2 separate regions of the Mus musculus genome follow, and region 2 is linked to region 1. The links are chromatin contacts, called in public promoter capture Hi-C maps. All regions are on one chromosome and are shown on one strand. The core of a region is the stretch at or near the end of the contact, and the rest is flanking DNA. Distances in the headings are between cores, read along the strand shown. Region 1 holds the start of Dip2a (disco interacting protein 2 homolog A). Region 2 holds the start of Cstb (cystatin B).

Region 1 (3,794 bases), core at 52-2,551:
TTCCTGATTCCTGGCAGCCTAGAGTGAGGGACTGTCAGCTAAGCAGCTCCTTCCCCAGCAACCTGCTGGAATGCCTTCAAGTCTGGCTGTTTTCCGTACTTTACAGTCAATGTGAAAATACTCCAGCAGCAAGCTAATCTACTACAATTGAATCCAGGAGACCTGGTCCAGGAAACCTTGCTCTGGCCACACCCACTCCAGACAGTGCACCCGCCTCGAAAGGCGAAGCCCAGATGCTTTTTTTTTTCTCGACCAGTAAACTTTCGGCAGCTATTATTCATTCAAGAGGACAGGGAACACTTCCTTAGAAGAAACCATTGATCAGAGAAACGTGAGAAGTGTTGACCAGCTTTCATGCAAAGCTTGTGACTGCTTCCTATATAAACCTGTGACCTGCGGAAATAAATAGTCCCTCGTTTGCATACCACACCTCCTGCCTGTATAACCAGATTAGTCAGCTCAAATCAGATGTTTTAAAATCAGTTGGGGACACCTTCCTATGCTGTTCCTTGTGGATGTAATATTAGGCTCACTGAAAGCCTCCAAAATGGTCTTTTTTGTTGCCTACCTGGGATTTTTAATATATGTAGACAGTGGCAAGAGGGTGGCTAATGAGTAGTAGAAATAAAATTGTGTGTGTGTGCGTGTGTGTGTGTGTATATATATGTATGTAAGTATGTATGTATGTATGTATATACATGTTTATACGTATATGTGTATATATACCGCCACTCTGAGAATAGCTCCTTCAAAAATCCCACTAAGGTTTCCAACATGTCAGATCTATGCTTCCATGCCCCAAGGACATCTCAAGGACTGAGACACTGCCAGAGCTCCTTCTTGGTCAATGTCAGAGTGCTTCCAGGGTTATTGTGAAAGGGAATAAGCAAACACACTTTAAGGGCGGCAGAAAACCCGCCAGAGTTAGCTGATACCATAGCAGGAACGCGGACAGAATTAAGCGTGCCAGCAGGGCTCCTGAGGAAGAAGAAGGTGGGGATCCCGGAGGAGGGTCACCTGGGCGACATTGAAGTCCGTTCGGTGGGGTCGCACGTCTCCCGAGGCGCCTCTGTCCAGCTCTCCCGCCCGCCGCTCCTCTCGCACCCCGAAGCGGAGTAAAGCTCCGGGCTGCTCCGGCGTGTCTTATTGGCCAATGGAACCGAGCCTTTAAAGTTGCTGGGCGGGGCCGGCCCGGCGTACCCGCGCAAGCGTTGCCCCGCCCCTCAGCCGCGCACGCGCGTCCCCAGCGCGCTCCCGGAGCCGGAGCCAGCCGCGCTCGCGCCCGTGCCCGCGCCCCTGCGAAGCAGCCCCGGCCGCGCCCCGCCCGCTGCCGGCTGCGGGCGGCCGCTGCGGGTCTGCAGGCCCCGGTTGGGGGAACGCCTGAGCCACCGGCCATGGCCGACCGCGGATGCCCTCTGGAGGCGGCGCCGCTGCCCGCCGAGGTGCTCGAGAGCCTGGCGGAGCTGGAGCTGGAGCTGTCCGAAGGTGAGCCGCGGGTTCCCCCCACCCCCCACCCCGCCAGGGACCCTCGCCCGAGACCCCGCCCAGGGACCTCCGGGAGCGTCACCCCCGGAACCTGCGGGTACCCTCATACGGGATCCCCGCCGGCCTCTCCTCGGCATCCCTGTCTGGGCCGCTCGCCGGAGAGCCCGCCAGCTTCTGCAGACTGGCGGGTGCCCGGCCTCCGAAGGACACCGGGAGGGACTGGCTTGGGAGGTGGGCCTAGGCGCACTCTTGCTGCCCGACCGTCAAGGCCACGGTCCAGGTCCGGGCTTCCAGCGTGTGCCCTGCAGCCTGTCGGCCAGCAGGAAGCCCGGGATGCAGAAGCCGAGCCCCACCCCTGGAACCTCAGACTGCCTCGTGAGCCTCAGTTTCCTCATCTAGAAAACGAAGCAAAAGTACACTTGCGCCTTGTGGATTATGAGGCTGAAGTGCATTAACCTATAAACATGTAAAACGTGTTTAACACTTAAAAGGTTTATTCCTTTACGGAATTTTGATACAATTACACTGGGGGAGGAGGTGGGGGACAGGCAAGGGTCACGGTGCCTGCGTGGGGAGGTCAGAGGTCAGCTTGCACGGAGCTGGGAGCTGGTGCTCTCCTTCCACCTTGTGAGTTCTGGGAATGAACTCAGGTTGTCAGATTAGAGGGCAAGTGCTCGCCGGGCCAACCCGACAGCCCTCTCTAGGTGAGGATTTTTAAAAAGTTAAAAAGTCAAATAAGTGGTTGTTAGAAACAGACTAGGGAAATAATAGAACTCCAGAGATGGGAGTGGCGCCCTCAATTTGGACGCCTGGGAAAAGAGTTCTGTTCTCCATAAACTGACCTCCAACCCTGGTGGAAAAGCATCTGTGCTTGTTAACTCTGCTTTTGAGACTTAAATGCAATTAGAACTTGTTAGAATCCATCACCCCCCCACCCCACCCCATTTAGATTGTTAAGCTTTGCTGTGGTAGGTTTAGTGAGTTTTTGAGAATTCTCTTTTTCTTTTTAAATATATGCATTTCCCCTGCATGTTTGTCTGTATATCTTATGCGTGCCTGGTGTTCCCTGGAGGCCAGAATTGGGTCCTAGATTCATGTTGGTGCTGTGACTTGAACCCAGGTCTTCTGGAAGAACGGCCAGTGCGCTTAACCACTGAGCCATCTCTCCAGCTCCGTTTTGAAAATCCTTGATTCTCTTTGGAGGCGTGGTTGGGAATGATTCTGAGAAAAAAGGTCTATTGTACTGGATTTGATATGACTCCCCAGGGGAAATCGCATAGTTGTAGTTTGGCTTTTGCATATCAAATATGTTGTTGCAGATTGCTCCTCATTACGGCTCCAGAATATCGGTTATTTCAGTTCCGTAGGGTTATATAGCTTTTAATGCTCGCTACGAGTTTACAGTTAATTAAATTATTTCCTCAAAGCAAAAACTTCATAACTTGTGGCAGGACTGAAGTATGTCAGCGATAGAAGTAGCTCTTAAGTTAATCAAATCTACTTATACTGATACTGTTTTAGACATACATGGGGTTTATGTAAGGAAAGGGTATAAGGTGTGTGCCATGGTGAGGATCTGAAAAAACAGCTTACGTGGAGGAAGGGGGCAGACAGTTCAGAGTTAATAGCAGGAGACTGCAGAGTGCGCTGGCAACCCCAGAGTCAGAGTCAGTAACCATAGTTTCTTGCCCTCTGCTAGACTGGCACATTTCATTTTGCCACATAGGTTAAATGATTACATTGGCAGAGTTGCCCTTGGCCCTGCTCTCAGAGAACTTTCACACCTTAACACTGGACCCTAGAGCTTGGGATTATTGTGATGTGTAGCTGTCCCTGTTGGGCTCGGAGATGCCTAGTGATACAGACTGTGTTTCAGGCAGACCTTTGGAGAACTCACATAGAGGCTGGCATCTCGTAAGTGTCACCTGGCAAGCCACTGATTTATAACATGTCTGAACTTGGGCTTGGCCAGCCATAAAAGGAGGTGAACGTTTTACTGACATTTCAAGGTCTTTGTAAAGGTTTGCTCAGTGTGTGTAAGTGGTTTGAAACAGTCAAGGTGTTTTATTTATGAACGAAAGGAATGTGTTATATATATATGTTGTGTCATAGTCCTAAAACGAGTATTTCAGTATCTTTTTTTTATTCATTATATGTAAGTACACTGTAGCTGTCTTCAGACACTCGAGAAGAGTCAGATCTCGTTATGGATGGTTGTGAGCCATCATGTGGTTGCTGGGATTTGAACTCAGGACCTTTGGAAGAGCAGTCAGTGCTCTTAACCACTAAGCCATCTCTCCAGCCCTTTC
Region 2 (3,569 bases), core at 141-2,640, 2.1 Mb before region 1:
CAGTTCATGCCAAGCTACTATCAGTACCCACCTTGATGAAGAGGTTGGTGCCAGCCACTATCTGTCTCTTGAAGGATATGGCTTTAAAGACATCAAACTTCTGATTTTCTTTCGATTCAAGCTGGGACTTCACCTGGATGGTGGGTGAGAAGGAAGGACTTAGATTCATGCACAGGTGCCCCCACACACACACACTGCCAGCCTTCAATACTCCTCATTCCGGGGGACATGGTAAACTGTTGGCCCCACTGATAAAGAACAACACAGCTCCTTTTTTTTGGGGGGGGGGGGGACAGGGTCTCACTATGTAGCTATGGCTGGCATGGAACTAAGCAAACTGGGCTGGCTTCAAATTCAGAGAGACTCGCCTGTCTCTGCCTCCTGAGTGCTGATGTGGCACGTGGCCAAGGTTCCCTTGCCTGGCCAGTGTGTCTGTAACATTTCCTCATTTCTAGGGTCTCATGGAGCTGACTCACTCCTTCTTGGCCACTTCAGTCAGAGCAAACACCTCCCAAGATCAGCTAGGCTTAGTGGACAGGGTCCTGGGCTTGGGGCGTGGCAGGAGAGCTGAAGAGAGGATTTGTTTAACTTTTCTTCTCTTGCTAATACCCTGAACCTCCCCCTACCTTGTACTGAATCTCTGCTCTGCTAACAGTCACAGGAAGGGCAGCCCAGGCCCAAGGTCCACCCCCTCGTTTCAGACTAGGCACAAGCAAGTTCTACAACTTCTGGTTTTGATCCTTTTTTTTTTCCCTGAGGGGCGGTGTTGGTGATGGTGGTGGTGGTATCAGTTGAATTCCTGCCACTGAGCTAAACAGTCCTAGCTCTTTCTTTTGAGGAGACAAGCACAGTAGCCCAGTCTGGCTTTCTCTTGTTTAGGCCTGGGTGTAAGTCAAAAAGGTGCCGTCTAGGTTCTAACAGCTGCCTTCCTGAATTCTCTGGGACCACCGGATCCCTCCACCGATCCCGGGGCTAGTTCCCTAATAGGTGAGTGGCCCTCTTGTATGCAAGCGGCAGAAGACTCGCCCCAGTTCCCGGCCCTGAATCTTCCAACCAGATCCAGAGCCCCCAGCTCCCAGTCACACTTGTGGCCGCCCCGGAAACCCGCTGCAGGACCTGACCAGTCTGGGCAGGCCGGTCCCTGAGGCCGCCGGGTCTCCGCAGGCCTGGCTCAGACTGGCCTGACCTGGGCCCAGCCTCACCTGGTCGGCGACCTCCTGCGTCTCGGCCGTGGCTGGCATTGTGGCAGATGGCGCGCCACACATCATCTTGGCAGCAGTAGTCGGGGTAGCACGGAGAAGCTGAAGACAGATCCAACTAGGAGACCTGGGTGCCTGGACCCTAGAAAAACCTGGCTTGGCTCCGCCCCCCCGGACCCGTAGCACGTGACAGAGCGACGGGGCGGGGCGCCGCACCCTCTCGCTCGCTCTCTTTACTGTCACCACCCTCCGTTCCAGGCAGAGTCAGGAGACCCAGGCTGGGCGTGGGCGGAGGGTGAGGCATGGTGGGTGCTTCACGTCCTTTCCCTGAACGGACGCTAAGAAGGGTTTGGAGGCTGGGAGTCCTGATTGCCCCTCAATGGTCGTGAAGTGATTGTAGGAGTATCTCTGACCCGGCTTAGGGGCTTCCGGGTCCTCACAGGATGCAGAGATGTGAGAAGGGGTCCTAGTCTTTCCATGGAGTAGGTGGACACGAAGTACAGCCCTGGACATCTCAATTTCCCCTTGTCCTGTGACTATTAAGTGGGGGTCTTGATGGGTCCCTATCCCTCCTTCCATAGAGTGGATACAGAAATAGATGATTGAGGACCTAGAAGTCTCAGATCCCTGTTCCTTGACCCCTGGCCCCATCCTTTCCTCCCCTCCCCAACGTGGACTTAGTTTTTGGGTCCGGATAACCCCATGAAATAAGAGCTTATCTGGGAATTCCATTCTTTTTGAATGACATGGCCTTGTCAGGCGGTAGGCGGGGCTTGGGGATCCCAGCCCCAGCCCCACAGAGCTGGGTAGGTGGTCTATTCTGGGTGAGACTCTATTCTCACACACCCAACACAGGCTGGGAACCATGAGGACCCCGGATATGCCCTCTGTCAGTGCTCTTACTTGAGTGACCTTCAAACCCGAGTTTCCGTTTGCAAAACTGTCACAGTTGGATAGCAGGACATGATGGTATACACCTGCAATCCTGGCACTTGAGAGGCTAAGCTAACCTGACTATGCAGTGAGACCTTGGCTTAAAAAAAATAATTTGGGGGTGCAGAGGTAGCTCATGGTAAGGGGCTTGCCACGGAAGTGCGACAGCCTGAATTTGATATTTGGAACCCAGTCAAAGAGCCAAGTGAGGGGCTGGAGAGATGGCTCAGCAGTTAAGAAAACTGGCTGCTCTTCCAGAGGACCTGAGTTCAATTCTCAGCTCCCACATACTAGCTCACAACTCCAGTTCCATGGGATCCTATTTCTCCACCCCCTGGCCTCAATGGGCACTAGGGATGCAAGTGGTGCCCAGACATACATGGAGACTTGTGGTGGTGGCAGTCAACCCAAACTAAAACAGAAGTTAGTACCAGACACTGGAGTATTGCTGGGATTAGGCCTGGCCATGCTTTTGTTTGGAGGAATGTGGATTTTGGGTTAGAAAAGCAATTGATCACTTAATAGTTCATAGGGCCATAGTAGTAGGAATATGGAAGACAGTGGTGATGAAGGTGATGTGAGCTTTGGGGGTCTGGTTCAAGAGGTTTCAGAGGACAAAACTATTTGTATGTGGCCTACAGACTGTTCTCGAGCTTTGGCTAAGAACGTGGTTGCTTTTTTGCTCTTGTCTAAAAAGTCTTCGTGAGGCTAAATTTAAGTCTTTGGGATTAGTTGAGCTGGCAGAGGAAATTTCAAAATGGCCCAGTATCGACTCTCTTGTGTGGTTGTTAGTGGTCACTCTTATGAAGATCTATAATGAAAAGGAGCAAGCTGAGGAAGTAAAAAATACAAAATGTACAGAAAAGGGGGCACCAGGAAGTGGAAAGGAGCTAAATCCTGTTTTTTAAGGAGTTAAACAGGTAACAGAAAAGCCAAATGTTTACATAAAGGGAATGGTGACTTCAGGGCAAGAGTCTGCCCAGCTAAGCTTTCAGCCTGTGAAAAGGAATTAAAAGAAAGTTTAGAGCCAGGTGTGGCGGTGCATGCCTTTAATCCCAGCAGTTGTGTGAAGCCAGTTTTGTCTTCAGATCAAGTTTCAGGACAACCAAGCTCAGGCAGTGAAGGAAAGCAGGGGGTCAGTTCCCAGCCTCAGCAAGCAGCAGAACTTGGCAGCTTCGGTCACATGGTTCTGGCTTTAGAGGCAAGGATAGAAGACAGGGGTTATGGAATCTCCCTCTGAGGTCAAGGGAAGCTGCTGAGGCCAGGTATTGTCATGGGTGGAGGCCTATAGAGGCCATCACGTGAAGCTATGAAGCCTGGATTGCCTTGGAGAAACCAAGATATTGGAGATACCAGAGCCGAGGGATAGCTGTTGAGGAAAGCTGCTAACAGGGAGTGGAGCCAGCCCAGGAGAGAGAGGAATGCTGCAGCCAACAC

What was found. Promoter capture Hi-C pulls out the DNA fragments that hold promoters and counts their contacts.
Region 2: a contact with region 1 is called in a promoter capture Hi-C map of cranial neural crest. The contact joins the promoter of Cstb here to the promoter of Dip2a in region 1. A contact is called at or near these places in 2 of 39 promoter capture datasets (cranial neural crest and pre-B cells) and 1 of 9 other capture datasets (adipose tissue).

Annotation. Positions count from the first base shown.
Region 1 is chr10:76,342,798-76,346,591 of GRCm38.p6, reverse strand. Dip2a (disco interacting protein 2 homolog A) reads left to right here and starts at 1,301. Exons shown (of 38, transcript NM_001081419.2): 1 at 1,301-1,485. The coding sequence starts at 1,395. Gm40699 (a long non-coding RNA gene) reads right to left here and starts at 1,297. Exons shown (of 2, transcript XR_871838.2): 1 at 1,018-1,297.
Region 2 is chr10:78,423,491-78,427,059 of GRCm38.p6, reverse strand. Cstb (cystatin B) reads right to left here and starts at 1,390. Exons shown (of 3, transcript NM_007793.3): 1 at 1,203-1,390; 2 at 32-133. The coding sequence starts at 1,268.